2 separate regions of the Pan troglodytes genome follow, and region 1 is linked to region 2. The links are chromatin contacts, called in public capture Hi-C maps. All regions are on one chromosome and are shown on one strand. The core of a region is the stretch at or near the end of the contact, and the rest is flanking DNA. Distances in the headings are between cores, read along the strand shown.

Evidence for each region. Capture Hi-C pulls out chosen DNA fragments and counts their contacts.
Region 1: a capture Hi-C map of stem cell-derived neural stem cells shows a contact between it and region 2, with 9 times the contacts expected there. The contact joins two enhancer-like sites. A contact is called at or near these places in 5 of 7 Hi-C or Micro-C datasets (blood, induced pluripotent stem cells, a lymphoblastoid cell line and 1 more) and 1 of 1 other capture datasets (stem cell-derived neural stem cells).

Annotation. Positions count from the first base shown.
Region 1 is chr13:137,275,413-137,282,179 of NHGRI_mPanTro3-v2.0_pri, forward strand. No RefSeq gene overlaps it. Among named protein-coding and RNA genes, the nearest start is that of SH3BP4, 160 kb to the left of the region's middle. Within about 2 kb of position 1,264, at least 2 of the 24 cell types and tissues checked have an H3K27ac peak or open chromatin away from gene starts, as enhancers often do. A contact at or near this core is called in stem cell-derived neural stem cells, where this site is marked.
Region 2 is chr13:136,729,844-136,737,167 of NHGRI_mPanTro3-v2.0_pri, forward strand. No RefSeq gene overlaps it. Among named protein-coding and RNA genes, the nearest start is that of ARL4C, 54 kb to the left of the region's middle. Within about 2 kb of position 2,883, at least 3 of the 24 cell types and tissues checked have an H3K27ac peak or open chromatin away from gene starts, as enhancers often do. A contact at or near this core is called in stem cell-derived neural stem cells, where this site is marked.

The sequences.
Region 1 (6,767 bases), core at 14-2,513, 540 kb after region 2:
TGACTCCACCCAGATGTCGTCGGACTTCTGACCTGTAGAACCATGAGTGAATAAACAGGTGTTGTGTTAAGCCCCTGACTTTGTGATGATTTGTTGAGCTTGCTGGACATGCGCTGTGGGGATGCGTGGGTGCACGTCGTCATCCGTGGAGGTGTGTGTCGGTGTTGACATCTGCATTGGGTACGCGGAAGAGGGTTCATTTGATTGTGAGTTGTCCCACGGTTAGCCTGTCACTCCAGGAGCGGCTGCAGCCCTGCCTTGCTGGAGAGTGGGGATGACAGAGTTTCTGTGACGTTCCTGGGAAGGGGTGAGGACTGGAGGAGTGGGGATTGGTTGGAAGGGTTGGGAGGGTCACCTGCTTGAAGCTGGGTTTGTGGCAAGCGTTGTTTCCAGCGGTTGCTCTTCAGGCTGGAGCTGATTTGGGGAGGGGAAGCTGCGGGAGAGTGAGCGTGGCTCGCTCCCCAGCCAGCCTGGTACCCACGCAAACTGCCGTCCTGCCTGTCCCTGTGGGTTTGCTGCTGCTGTTGCTCTTGTTCTTTTCATGGTTGGCCCCACGTGTGTTCAGCCCTTAACTTGTTAAGAGGATGAGCTTTGGAACTGACACCCCTGGGCCATTTCTCCAAGTCTTTATGCCTTGCTGACCTCATGTGTATAATGGTGTGATAATAATAGGATGTCTTTTATGGGGCTCTGTAAGGACCCAAAAGGCACCTGTTTGTAAAGCACAGAATGTGGACTGTGTGAGCCCATGCCCTATAAAACGCATTCTTGTCTTGCATTTCTGTTGGCGGGTGGTCCTCATCGGACCCTCAGAAGCTTTCACATGGTGTGAGGGCCCCACTTGTCTGGAGCTTCCTTGGATCATCTGCCCCAAAATAGACACACTTTTGGTCTGCCATGGAACCAAATCCAGCCCTCGCCCTAAAAGCAGCCCTGTCTTCCAATTAAAATGAAGAGTTTTTTTTTTTTTTTTTTTTTAAGTTCTGCCATCAGCATCTCTTCTGAGGAACTCCAGGAGATGGCCTGCACTGGGCCCTGGGATCACGTTGCTCATCTCCAGCCCGACCCCCATCTGTGGGGCTGCCTGAAAGTGGCGTGTCTCTCTTGCAAACTGCTGCTGGACATTTCACGGGGGTGGTGGGCAGCCTCTTAATGGCGAAATCCAGCAGGATTTAAACAAGTTAATGATTTGGATAGTGATCCTCTGCCTTGCCCCACCCTCCCCTGAGAATGCTGCATCTCCCTTTTTCATTTCTGGACTGGGATGGGAAAGTGACCCTGGACCCACGGCTGTCAGGAGCAAAGTCAGAGCCTTTGATTGGAGTCAGAGCCTTTGATTGGAAACCAGGCGCCACCTGCTGACTCACAACGCTCACTTCTTTGGTCAGTTTCTGTGCCTGGGACAAGGAGTTTAAGAGCTCCCATCCATCTAGTTCTCAGGCAAAGTTGCACATTGACTCTGCCTTTGACATTCGCAAGAGGAGCCCCTTCCTTTGGCCCCAAGCATTAGAGGGTCAAAATGACTTATTCAAACAGCGTGGCCTGTCTACAGGACATTCAGGCATACACAATAGTGGCTAAATTCAGACATCTTTGATATTTTACCAACTTTCTGTCATTTAAAACAACAGCTTTACATATATTGCTCAGGGTCTGAAATTTGTCTCTGGCAAAAGTGACCCTAAACTCTAAATATCTGCTCTGGTCGATAATACCGTGTAGGCCCCAGGGAAATGCTTCTCTGTAGGTCTGTGTCTTGAGACCAAAGGTGACTTTATCCAAAAGCTGTGAGGTTTGTAGATTGCACAACTGCAGCTATCAGAGATGGTCACTGAACTGCGACCATTTTGAAAAGAGAAGATACAAACTAATTGACTTGTCAAATTCGTTCTTGCAGAGAGCATGGATGCAACCGATTCTTGCATAACCAAATCCTTTTCCAGGAGTGCTGAAAATCCATTTTCTGTTAGTGATTTCAGAAATATTCATAGATAAATAGAGTACTCGAAGCCCTTGCACCTGGTGTCTCAGGAAGTTTTTTCTTTTTCTTTTTTCTTTTTTTTTTTTGGAGACAAAATCTTGCTCCATTGCTCAGGCTGGAGTGCAGTGGTATGATCTTGATGCACTACAACATCCACCTCCCTGGTTCAAGCGATTCTCCTGCCTGAGCCTCCCAAGTAGCTGAGATTACAGGCACCCACCACCACACCCAGCTAATTTTTGTATTTATAGAAGAAAAATTGCTACTAAATTTTGCCATGTTGGGTCTTGCCATGTTGACCAGGCTGGTCTTGAACTCCTGACCTCAGGTGATCCTCCCACCTCGGCCTACCAAGGTGCTGGGATTACAGGTGTGAGCCACTGCGCCCAACCAACATTTTTCAATATTAAACAATTTGTGTCACTTTTACATTTTATATGTATAGATCTAGATACAACATATGTGATGCTAAAGCTGATTCTTTTTATTTATCTACGAATCTTGATATTGCTTTAAGGGATGGTAAAAATCATACGAGTGGTAATAATTTAAATGATAAAATTAAAACATTTTGTATTTTATGCCACAATGACAATCTCTTTTGTGCAGCCCTATTACAATGTTTGAATAAGTTATGTAAATTCCTGGTACATTTCTGCATCACAGTACTTTCCTAAAACTTATCGACAATTCCAATAGCTATAGCTTTAGCGGGTCAAAGTTTCCTCAAAATAAAACTAATGAAAAATGATCTGAGAAACTTAATGATCTCAGAAAGTTTGCTTAATTTGTCATTACTATCAATAGAATGCAAATTATATGAAAATATTGATTCTAACAACGTAATTAATGTTCTTTGCTAAAATTAAGAAAAGGCAAAAATTTATGGATAATATATAACTTATCAATTATGTATGTTGTTACTTACTTATTCAAACAGTGTAGCCTATCCACTGGATATTTAGGTGTACACAATGATTATTAAATTCAGATGTCTTGGATTTTCACCAACTTTCTGTCATTTAAAACAACAGCTTTACATATATCACTCCATTTTTGTTCTTATGAAGGTATGCTTTTCAAGATAGAATGATGAAACATACTTATTCATTCGTTTTATTTGTACCTTTTAAATATCTCTCTATCTGTATCCTATACCTCCCGATACACACATGCGCGCACACACACACATGCACACACACACGCGCACACACACATGCACGCACACACACATGCACACACACACGTGCACACACACGCACACTACCTGGGTATCCCTTTGTACCCTTGCCCTAGACACCACAGATGCTAGGAGAAACCTGCTGTTATTGATTTCTTCCAAAGTAAAACTTGCTCAGGTTGGTTCTAACATATGACATTCTGGTTTATAAAAGTATTGGGGTAAGCATTTAGGCTTATTAAAATGTTACGTTAGGGGTACTGTCTCTAAAAGGGATTGCCTGACTTGGGGACAAGGAGGTTAAAGAAGGCCAGCAAGACACTTTAAAGCTACCAATGTCAAAATAAAGGGGGTTCTGGCCAGGCGCGGTGGCTCACACCTGTAATCCCAGCACTTTGGGAGGCCGAGGCAGGTGAATCACCTGAGGTTAGGAGTTCAAGACCAGCCTGGCCAACATGGTGAAACCCCATCTCTACTGAAAACACAAAAATTAGCCGGGCGTGGTGGCACGTGCCTGTAATCCCAGTTACTCGGGAGGCTGAGGCAGAAGAATCACTTGAACCCGGGAGGCAGAGGTTGCAGTGGGCAGAGATCGCACCATTGACTCCAGCCTGGGCAATAAGAGTGAGACTCTGTTTCAAAACAAAAATAAATAAATAAATAAATAAATAAATAAATAAATAAATAAATAGGGGGGCTCAATCAGGGAGGTGTCCTGGAGAGGAGGTCTTGTCTGGGAAGCTGTGAAAAGGGGACATGAGCTTTGTTACAGGAGCCGTTATTGAGTTCAGGAATTCTCAGGTCTGCTTCTGGAAGCTTGCTCCTCTTTTCTGAGCAGTAATGTGGAAATCATAGTTGATTCTGATGCCTGTAGTGCTTCCCACTCCAAGAATACAAAAGAGGGGACTTGGTCCCTGCCCCCAAAGGGCTCTTAGGGGCTGCCTTTGTAGAGAAGCATCCCTTCATGAAACAATTTTATTTCAAAATCACTTGTTGCTAACTAGTGTGGTCGTTCCTCAAAAAATTAAAAGCAGAATCACCATAGGATCCAACAATTCTACTTCCGGGCAAAAACATAAAAGAATTAAATGCAAGGTCTTGAACACATATCTGCAACCTCATGTTCCTAGCAGCATTATTCACAAAAGCCAAACAACGGAGGTTGCAACTGAAGTGTTCATCACTGGATGAATGGATAAACGAACTGTGGTGTATACACACAAGGGAATCATACTCCGTTTTAAAAGGAAGGAAATCCTGACACACACTACAACATGGATGATTGCTGAGGACATTATGCTAAGTGAAATAAGCCAGTCACAAGAGGACAAACACTGCACAGTTTCTTTTACCGGAGGCACCTTGTGAGATAGTTAATTTTCTGTGTCAATTTAACCGGGCTAAAGGGTGCCCAGATAGCTGGTAAAACATTATTTTGGATGTGTCTCTGAGATTGTTTCTGGAAGAGGTTAGCACTTGAATCCGTAGACCAATTAAAAAAGAACTGTGCTCACAGGTGTGCGCAGCCATCACCCAAACTGTTGAAGGCCCAAAGAGAACAAAAAGGAGGAAGGATGAGTCTGTTCTCTCTGCTTGAGCTGAAACATCCATCTTTTCCTGCCCTGAGATATTGGAGCTCCTGGTTTTCAGGTTTTCAGACTCAGACTAGGACTTATACAATTGATTCTCCTGGTTCTTAGGTTTTTGGATTCAGACTAGGACTTATACAATTGATTCTCCTGGTTCTGAGGCCTTTGGACTCAGGCTCTATCACACTATAGGCTTTCCTGGTTCTCCAGGTTGCAGACAGCAGACTGTGAGACTTCTTGGCCTCCATAAGCATGTGAGCCAATTCCCATAATAAATTCCTATCTATCATCTATCTATCTATCTATCTATCTATCTATCTATCTATCTATTATCTATCTATCGTCTACCCTATCCGTTCTGTTTCTTTGGAGACCCTAGCTAATACCTCTAGAATAGTCGAATTCATAGAGAGAGAAAGAATGGTGGTTGCCAGTGGCTGGGAGGAGGAAGGAATAGGGAGTCGTTCGATGGGTGCAGAGTTTCAGTTTTATAAGATGAAGAGCTCTGGGACTGGATGGTGGTAATGGTGGCTCAACAATGAGAACGTACTTAATGCTACTAAACTCTGCGCTTAAAAATGGTTAAAATGGTCCATTTTAATCTTACATGTATTCTACCACAATTTGAAAAACTACTTGCTACTAATTCACACATTGCTTCCCTCTTTCATGAATCACAAGATGTTTTCTAAGAGGCCTACAGTGATTTCAGGGGCAGAGGGGTGAACAAGAAGAGCCCCCATTCTCTGCCCCAGCAGGCTGTGACCTGGTGAAGAAGACAAGCCCAAACAAGTAATAAGGGGCCCAGGTCTGAAGGTTCAGAATGAAATGACTTTTCTCCAGCATCTAGAAGTCACCTTCAGGAAAGCTCATTTTGAGATTTTGGACTGGTATAATTTATAATCACTGGATCATGGAATATGAGGCTGCTAAGGGTCTTCAGATATCGCCAGGACGACAGCCACCTCCTATTGATGAGAACACTGGGATACAGGGTTTTCTGTGAGCAGCTCAAAGCCCCATGGCCAGGGAATCCTTGCACATAATCCCACCCAGCCTCTGGTTTTTCTATTTGTCCACAGAGCTTTCCTTTTCACAGCCAATATTCATAAGGAAGGAGTCAGTGTCACCCATGGTCTGTCCAGTGGAGTAAGGTCCTCAGATTTCCAGGGGAGAAGTCCAACCTGCAGGGGCAAGACACACATGAAATGATAACTCAGGCCTTGCAGAGCACATGTTTCTTAGATACCCTTGTATCTAAGGGTATCTAAGTACCCCAAAGTGAGTCCTCAGATGCTGAAATGCTTTGTGTTAGTCTCAGGCAGCCACATCCCTGAAGTCATGTTCTCAGCTTCCTAACAGAACAGCATTTCAGGGTGAAGCTGGCATTTCAGCCCAGGCCACCAGCATAGGTTTGTGATCTTAATAAAACCAACATTGGCCTTTTATTTCCTGGAGGTGGCAGAGTTTTCACGGTGTGTAGGATAAAAACACCAATGGATCCTTTACACTCTCTTGAAATAAAAATCTGAGAAACGTATTCAGGAGGCCGCCGCTGGGAACTAACTCATCTGAAGCACATCAACTCTCCTGGCGCTTTTCAAAATCTTTACTTATTTCCGTCAAAGTTTGAAGATGTGAAAATTCAGACTGAGGATATAAGATGTATTAAATTGAAAAGTATCAAAAAGGGACTTGCTTTGTGTGATGGTTAATTGTATGCGTCAACTTGGCTGGGCCGTGGTGCCCAGTTGTTTGGTCAAACACCAGTCTCCATGTCGCGGTGAAGGCGATTTTTAGATGTGGTTAACATTGAAATCAGCTGGCTTTGAATAAAGCCTAGAATCCTTCATAATGTGGGTGGGCCTCATCCAATCAGTTGAAGGCCATAAAAGAAAAGACAGAAGTTCCCTGAAGAGGAAGAAATTTTGCCTCCAGACAACCTTTGGATTCAAGACTGCAACATCAACTCTTACTGGAATTTCCAACCTGACAGTCTGCCCTGCAGATTTCATAC
Region 2 (7,324 bases), core at 1,633-4,132:
CCTGCCACCACACCCGGCTTATTTTGTATTTTTAGTAGAGATGGGGTTTTATCATGTTGGCCAGGCTGGTCTCGAACTCCTGACCTCAAATTATCCACCCACCTCGGCCTCCCAAAGTGCTAGGATTACAGGTGTGAGCCACTGTACCTGGCTGAAAAAAAAAAAGTTTTTTAATCCAGAAGAGACGGTATCTCCTCATGGTTTCATTTAGTTTTAAAAGATCCTTCTCATTTCCATCCCTCCCTCCTTACATACAAACCTAAAATTCTTGGATCCCTGAGGATAAAAACATAGTGGCTGACTCACATCTACCTGTATAATATTCAGGCAGCTTTTCCCAATTATTAGCTGTTCTCCACAGGATGAATGGAGGGTTTCTTTTTCTCCCTACTTCAATTCTAGTTAAATAAGTGAGATGCAAGGAGGAGGAAGAATTATAATGAGTCTGTACCGTGATATTATTTCATTACAGGCTGTAAAAAAATCCTCATTATTAATCAGTTATATCATATTAGTGATCTTGCATCGTGTGTGTGTGTGTGTGATCCTGCATGTGTGTGTGAGACGGATAGAGTGTCTGTGTGCTTTTGCCTGGGAGAATGTTGTTGACACTGCTCTTATATAGGATGGTTTTAAATAAATTTCTTTGCCACTTTCAAAAGTCTGTGTCCTGGATTCACACCTTCACTCTCATTCTCTTTATTCTACTTAGTTGTCCCATTTGCCTATGTATATTTCCTAGGACCAAATGCTGTCTTTTAAAAGCCCTTCCCGAAACCTCTCTGAGATTCTTTCTTGAACAGTTTTACAAACTTACAACCCACCCAATGTGTTTACAGGTAAGGTTTGCAGCGTAGAAAACATGATCAGCACCAACTGTCACTCCTGTTGTTGCAAATTTCCTTCCCCCATTTACTATTATACACAATGAGAATAGCAATTGGCAAGCATTGGGGAAAGACCCATCTGCCTCTCTACATGTGCATGCAGTAGGAGGTGCATATGTGCATACAGCGAGCTTTTAGCCATCAGCTCACCTGAGTGCTCTGTCCTTCTCACTTCCTGCCGAGCAGACCTAGCAAACCAGGGGGAGTTCATGCTTTCTCTGCATTTGTCAGACCACATCTAGTGTGTGAGGGCTGGCTCCTTTCTTCCTTCATTCATTCTTCAAATCTTTACTGAGCTTGTCCTATATGCTAGACACTCTTCTAGACAACAGAGGGGTGGAGGTGAGAAAGACAGCCCTCCTGCCCTCCAGGGGCTTACACTCCAGGAATAGTGACCAACAGACAGAGTTGATTCATGCCTTGGGAAGCGTCTAACAAAGAAGAGAGAGGCAAGCAGGAAGGGAGTGGGGTGAGGAGGCCCTGGCCCTCACTAGTCTTAAGATATTCAGCTTTCCTGGAGGAGGTGTTACCTAAATCAGGTGCTGAGGAAAGCAGGTGTCATTCAGGGAGATGATGGGGGCAGTGGGGAGAGGATCTGGAGAGAGGACATCTCATGCCAAACTGAAAGGGCCCAGGGAGGAAAGGTCGGTGCACAGGGTGGTGAGGGCGTGCTGTGTGTGTGGTGGGGGCACAGCAGGGAAGGCAGAGGTGGATTCAAGGAAGTGAGAAGGGGCAGTATGAGGAGGTGAGGTAAACTCAGGAGAAGTTGAAGAAGCAGTCAGTTTGGCCTGGGGAAGAATCAAGGGCAATTCTTTTTGAAGCAGTGAGAGCTGCCCAAAATGCTGAAAACACAGACGCAAGGGTAGATGGATTCTGTGGCCTCCATGTCATAGGAATAGAATGAATGGCTGAAGGGCAGAAGGAGGAGTGTTGGGGGATAAATGGAAGCAGAGACAGCAGTTACTGAGCAGGTGCAACACATCAGGTGCCTTATGTGTGTCCTCCTGTTGATTCTCACAGCAATGCTGGGGTGGAACAATTATACCTTCCACCTTCCACAGGAGGTAGCTGAGGCCAGTGCACTTAGGAAACTTGCCCAATATTATGGGCTGCCAATTGATGGAGCTGGGATTTGAACCCAGGAAGCCTGGTTCCCAGGCCTGTGCCAATGAAAGGCAACCAACCATGAAGCAGGCACCTTCTAAGGCAGTGAGGATCTCATTGCTGGAAATTTTCTAGAAGGGGGCGATATAGTGGACATTTGTGGCTAGCTCCCCAGCGCTTGTGTAAGTCAGCACACTCCAATCACTGTTTCCCCAGGGGCACCCACATGATGGAAGAGCTGGCCAGCCCCAGCTGCCATAAAAACCCTGGCCAAGGGAGGCACAGAGCGGTCCCTGGGGGCACTGGCCTACCTGACCACAGCGTCCAAAGCTCGTGGCCTCTGGGCTTTCCACTAGGAGGGTTGATTGGAAGAAAGAGTGAAAGGCATCCAGGAGCTAAGTGATAAGAACTCATGAACACAAAGAAGAAAATAACAGACACGGGTCTACTTGGGGGTGGAGGGTGGGGGAAGGGAGAAGAGCAGAAGAGATTACTACTGGGTACTGGGCTTAATTCCTGGGGGATAAAATAATCTGTACAACGGATGCCGTGACATGAGTTTACCTATGTAACAAACCTGCACATGTACCCCTGAACCCAAAATAAACGTTGACAAGAAGAAAGGCATCAAGGAATTAAATTGTTAAATTTTGGGAAAAAGTTGCAGCTCAGGCAGACTTGGAGGAGAGAGAAACCAGTGTTTTGGAGTGAGAGAGAGGAAACAGGCAGTTCTGAATTCTTTGGAGCAGTCGAGGGAGCTCAGGCAGGGGCTAAAGACACCCGCTCAAGGGCGTAGCTGCCTTCCCGAACCCCTTCGCCCTGGCCAAGGCCTCCTCCTCTATGAGAACAAAGTCAGAATTGAGAAAAACTACACACAAAAGGCTAATCATCCATTCAGACGGTGAGGGTGCTGAGTGAGCTGTGTCTAGGGGAAACCAGCGGGGAGGGCCCGGGAGGAGTTTGTGCTACAGCAAGAATATTATGAAGAAGAAAATGACTTTGCCAGAAAAGGGCAGCCTGAGCCTGTGGCCTCCATGGCTTCTCCAGGCTATAGGTCTGTGCTTCTCCTACAGACTCTAGTAACGTCTGAGTTGCTTGAAAAAGAAATCGGGGGGCTTTACACCCATGTTGTCACACCTGTGCTTATCATTAGCATTACAATCTGGAAAGGGGGCGGGCTGGGGAGAGAGGGAAGCTTCCTCTCCTGGGGCCCAGGGACATGTGGTCTGGAATCCTAGCAACCCAAACAGCTGGCTGCTGCACTGGCTTCTTGGCCGGTCCCCTCTCATACTCCAATATAGAGATGCAGACAGTGAGTCAATGAGTTCCCATCACTGATAAGTCACATGGTTTGGTTTTGCCTCGTTTTGTGTCTTGCAAACAAAAGCATTCTGATGGATTTGGCTGAGGTCAGTCCGCCCTCTCTCAGGGATGCTATGGAAGGAATCTCTCCATCAGGAGGTGTGTGGACGAGGACCTCTGAGATCCCTGGCTCAACTCTAAGATTCTATTACTCCTTCATATGATTCAAAGTTGTGTAGGTTTTTCTTCTTTCAGGTGCAGGTGGAAAACATTTAAAGACACAGAGTTTTTAAATTGTTTTATATTTTAGATTCAGGGGTTACATGTGCAGGTTTGTTTCAAGGATATATCGTGTGATGCTGATGTTTGGACTTCTATTGATTCCATCACCCACATAGTGAGTGTAGTACCCAGTAGAAAGTTTTCAGCCCTTTCTCCCCCCTCCCTCCCTTTCTCCCTCCTTCTCTCCTTTTGGAGTCCCCAGTGCCTATTGTTCTCATCTTTATATTTGCATGTACCAAGGTTTAGCGCCCACTTGTAAGTGAGATGTGACATTTGCTTTTTTGTTTCTGCATTACTTCATTTAGGATAATGGCCTGCAGCCACATCTATGTTGCTGCAAAGGACATAATTTCACTCTTTTTTATGGCTCCATAGTATTCCATGGTGTATATGTATGACATTTTCTTATCCAGTCCACCATTGATGGACATCTAGGTTGATTCCATGAAAAGAGACACAATCTTAATTATTTTGTCGTCACAAACGTCACTAAGACAAAAAGAGGGAACATTTAACATAAGTTCTACAACCTAATGACACCGACAGGAATTTGATCCTGGTTTTGGAAAGCTTAAATTAGACACACACACGTGCTCAGGCACACACAAAGCAGAATTCTTTGTCTAACTTAAACCCCAACTTCAGAGGGTAAGTTCAAGTTCACATCTTGAAAATTTAAATGGCTCTATTAAGACATTCTTCCCATATCCTTGGGTTTAAAATGCAGTGAGTCAACCAGCCAAACTAATTTCGTACTCAACTTTCATATACTTGAACGAATTATGGCTATTTTTAACGGGATTATGAAGATTATCAAAATCACTTGAGAGAGTAAGAAATCCTGTTGGAAGGAAGTATAATACCCTTGCAAAGATAAGTATAATTAGTGTGGAAAAGGGCGATGAAAAATTAATAGAGTTTTAAGGTCAAAGATATATGCAGGTGTGTAAAATCCTCAAATTAGTTCTTGTAAGACTCTGTCCTAACAAATTCCGTGATCAGAACATTCTCCGAAGTTTTTCTGCATTCTTCAGACTCTCCAAGAGTGGAAGGTGCCAACTGCATCCCTAGCCAGGGCAGGAGAACAAAGAGAGGGACCCACATCGTGACCACAACCATCTCAGCCCCGAGCGACGCTGCTCTCATAGCGAAGGTGTTCAGTTTCACCACTAGAGGGAGCGCAGAGCCCACAGCATCATCATAAGGTTAGGGAGAAAGAAGAAATTGGGTCCAGAAACTTCCTTTGGCATCCCCCACCCACCACAAATAAACGTTACAGCTATCTCATGGGAGAATTTAGAACACACAGGTCAAACGATCTTGGGTAGACCACAGGCTGGGTAAGTTCATTTGCAAGCCCTTGCTGTCTGCTGGCCTCCAGTGCGTGCCTTACAGACACTTTTGATGGATAATCACACCTTTCTCACAAGGGTTCCGTGAGTCACTATTTTGCAGAAGAAGCAACTGAGGCCCAGAGAGTAACTTGTTCGAGTTGATAAAGCAAGTAAGTCTTCCGGACTCCAAAGATGGTTCCTGTAACAGTGTTCCCAGGAAGCACCCAGGACTCAGGACGCTCTTTGAAGATCACAATTGTATGATCTCACTGAAAACAAGCTTCTGCCCCTGAAGTCATGTTTTGACATCCTAGCTGTTCCTGGGAACTCATCCACAACGTCCCATTAAAAGTGGCCATGACATTACAGAAAGAAAACAGAAAAGAAGGAGAGCGTGAGAGAGAAATTCACAAGAGTGCCCTACCACCAGGAACCTAAAAAACAGAGAGAAAATCCACAGGCCAAGAGGAAATCCACTGGGCTGCTAGTGGAGTTTGACAGAGAAGCACAAGTCATCGTCGGATATCCTGTTTCTAATATGAATGGTAAAGGCCTCAATTTATTTATTTAATTTAATTTAATTTTTTGAGACGGAGTTTCGCTCTTGTTGCCCAGGCTGGAGTGCAATGGTGTGATCTCGGCTCACTGCAACCTCCGCCTCCCTGGTTCAAGTGATTCTCCTGCCTCAGCCTCCCAAGAAGCTAGGATTACAGGCGCGCACCACCACACCCAGCTAATTTTTGTATTTGTAGTAGTGACAGGGTTTCACCATGTTGCCCAGGCTGGTCTGGAACTCCTGACTTCAGGTGATTCCCCCGCCTCGGCCTTCCCAAAGTGCTGGGATTACAGGCCTGAGCCACCGCGCCCAGCCAACTTATTTTTACAAAAGAATATTTCTATAACAAATAAGAAAAAATGGAATTATAACAACACTGTTGGTTTATAGCATCAAATGAGCGAAAATCGGGGTATAAACGAGGGGATGGCAGTTCTTTCCATGGATAAGGCATAGTCAAAATTCCTACTCATTTTTTTTTAACTCTGATAATTAAGCGATAGGGATAAACACAACTTGGTAAACCAAAAATTAAAGACTAAGAACTGAATGTCTCTTCTTTCAAATACAAGAGAAAATTCATGTAAATAAATAAATATGATATACTTAATACATATAATATTAACATCAATATTAATAATATAATATTATATATTAAATATTATATTCTTAATTATAAAAGATAGGAAATGAAAGGAACAACAGTGAGCCCCCAAAGAGACAAGAGTGTGAAACTACATGGCAAGAATGAGTGAAAGAGAGTTGTTTAAATTCCATAGTTAGAAAAATAAGACATATCAGGTTTTCAAAAAGTGTAGCCATTTTCTGTTTCTAAAAGGGACACTTAAAGTGAAAGGCGACTGAAAGGCTAAGAATGAAGGACCAGGCAAAGATATAACAGGCAAGAAGACAAAGCAACGAAGAAGAGAGAGGAAAACGAATGAGAGGCAAGGCAGGTGCTGTGGTTTGAATGAGTCTCCTCTGATGTGTCCATCTGTGGTGGTATTGAGAGGCGGGGCCTTTAAGAGCTGAGGAAGGGCCGGATGCAGCGGCTGACGCCTGTAATCCCAGCACTTTGTGAGGCCAAGGTGGGTGGATCACTTGGGGTCAGGAGTTCGAGACCAGCCTGGTCAATATGGTGAAATCCTGTCTCTACTAAAAATACAAAAATTAGCTGGGTGTGGTGGTGGGTGCCTGTACTCAGGAGGCTAAGACAGGAGAATTGCCTGAATTCGGAAGGTGGAGGTTGCAGTGAGCCGAGATAGTGCCATTGCACTCCAGCCTGGGTGACAGTGTGAGACTCCATCTCAAAAAAAAAAAAAAAAGAGTCCCTCATGAATGGGACTTAGGGCTTCACAGAAGAGTCTTCCCTCTGTGCTCAGTCTGCTCTCCCTCTTACCTTCCGCCAGGTGAGGACACAGCGTTCCCTCCCTCTGGAGGATGCAGCCCTCACCAGACAACCAGACCTGCTGCTGTCTTGATCTTCCATTCCCCAGCCTCCGGAACTGTGAGAAATAAATGTGTGCTCTTTATAAATTACCCAGCCTATAGTATTCTGTTATAGCAGCACAAAAGTGACGAAGACTTGTGATGGCTGATCTGCGACGTCAACATGACTGCATTAAGAGTATCAGACAGGGGCTGGGCGCAGCGGCTGACGCCTGGCATCCCAGCACTTTGGGAGGCCAAGGTGGGCGGATCACCTGAGGTCAGAAGTTCGAGACCAGCTTGGCCAACATGGCGAAACCCTGTCTCTACTACAAATACAAAAATCAGCTGGGCTTGGTGGCACGTGCCTGTAATTCCAGCTACTCAGGAGGCTGAGGCAGGAGAATCACTTGAAACCTGGAGGCGGAAGT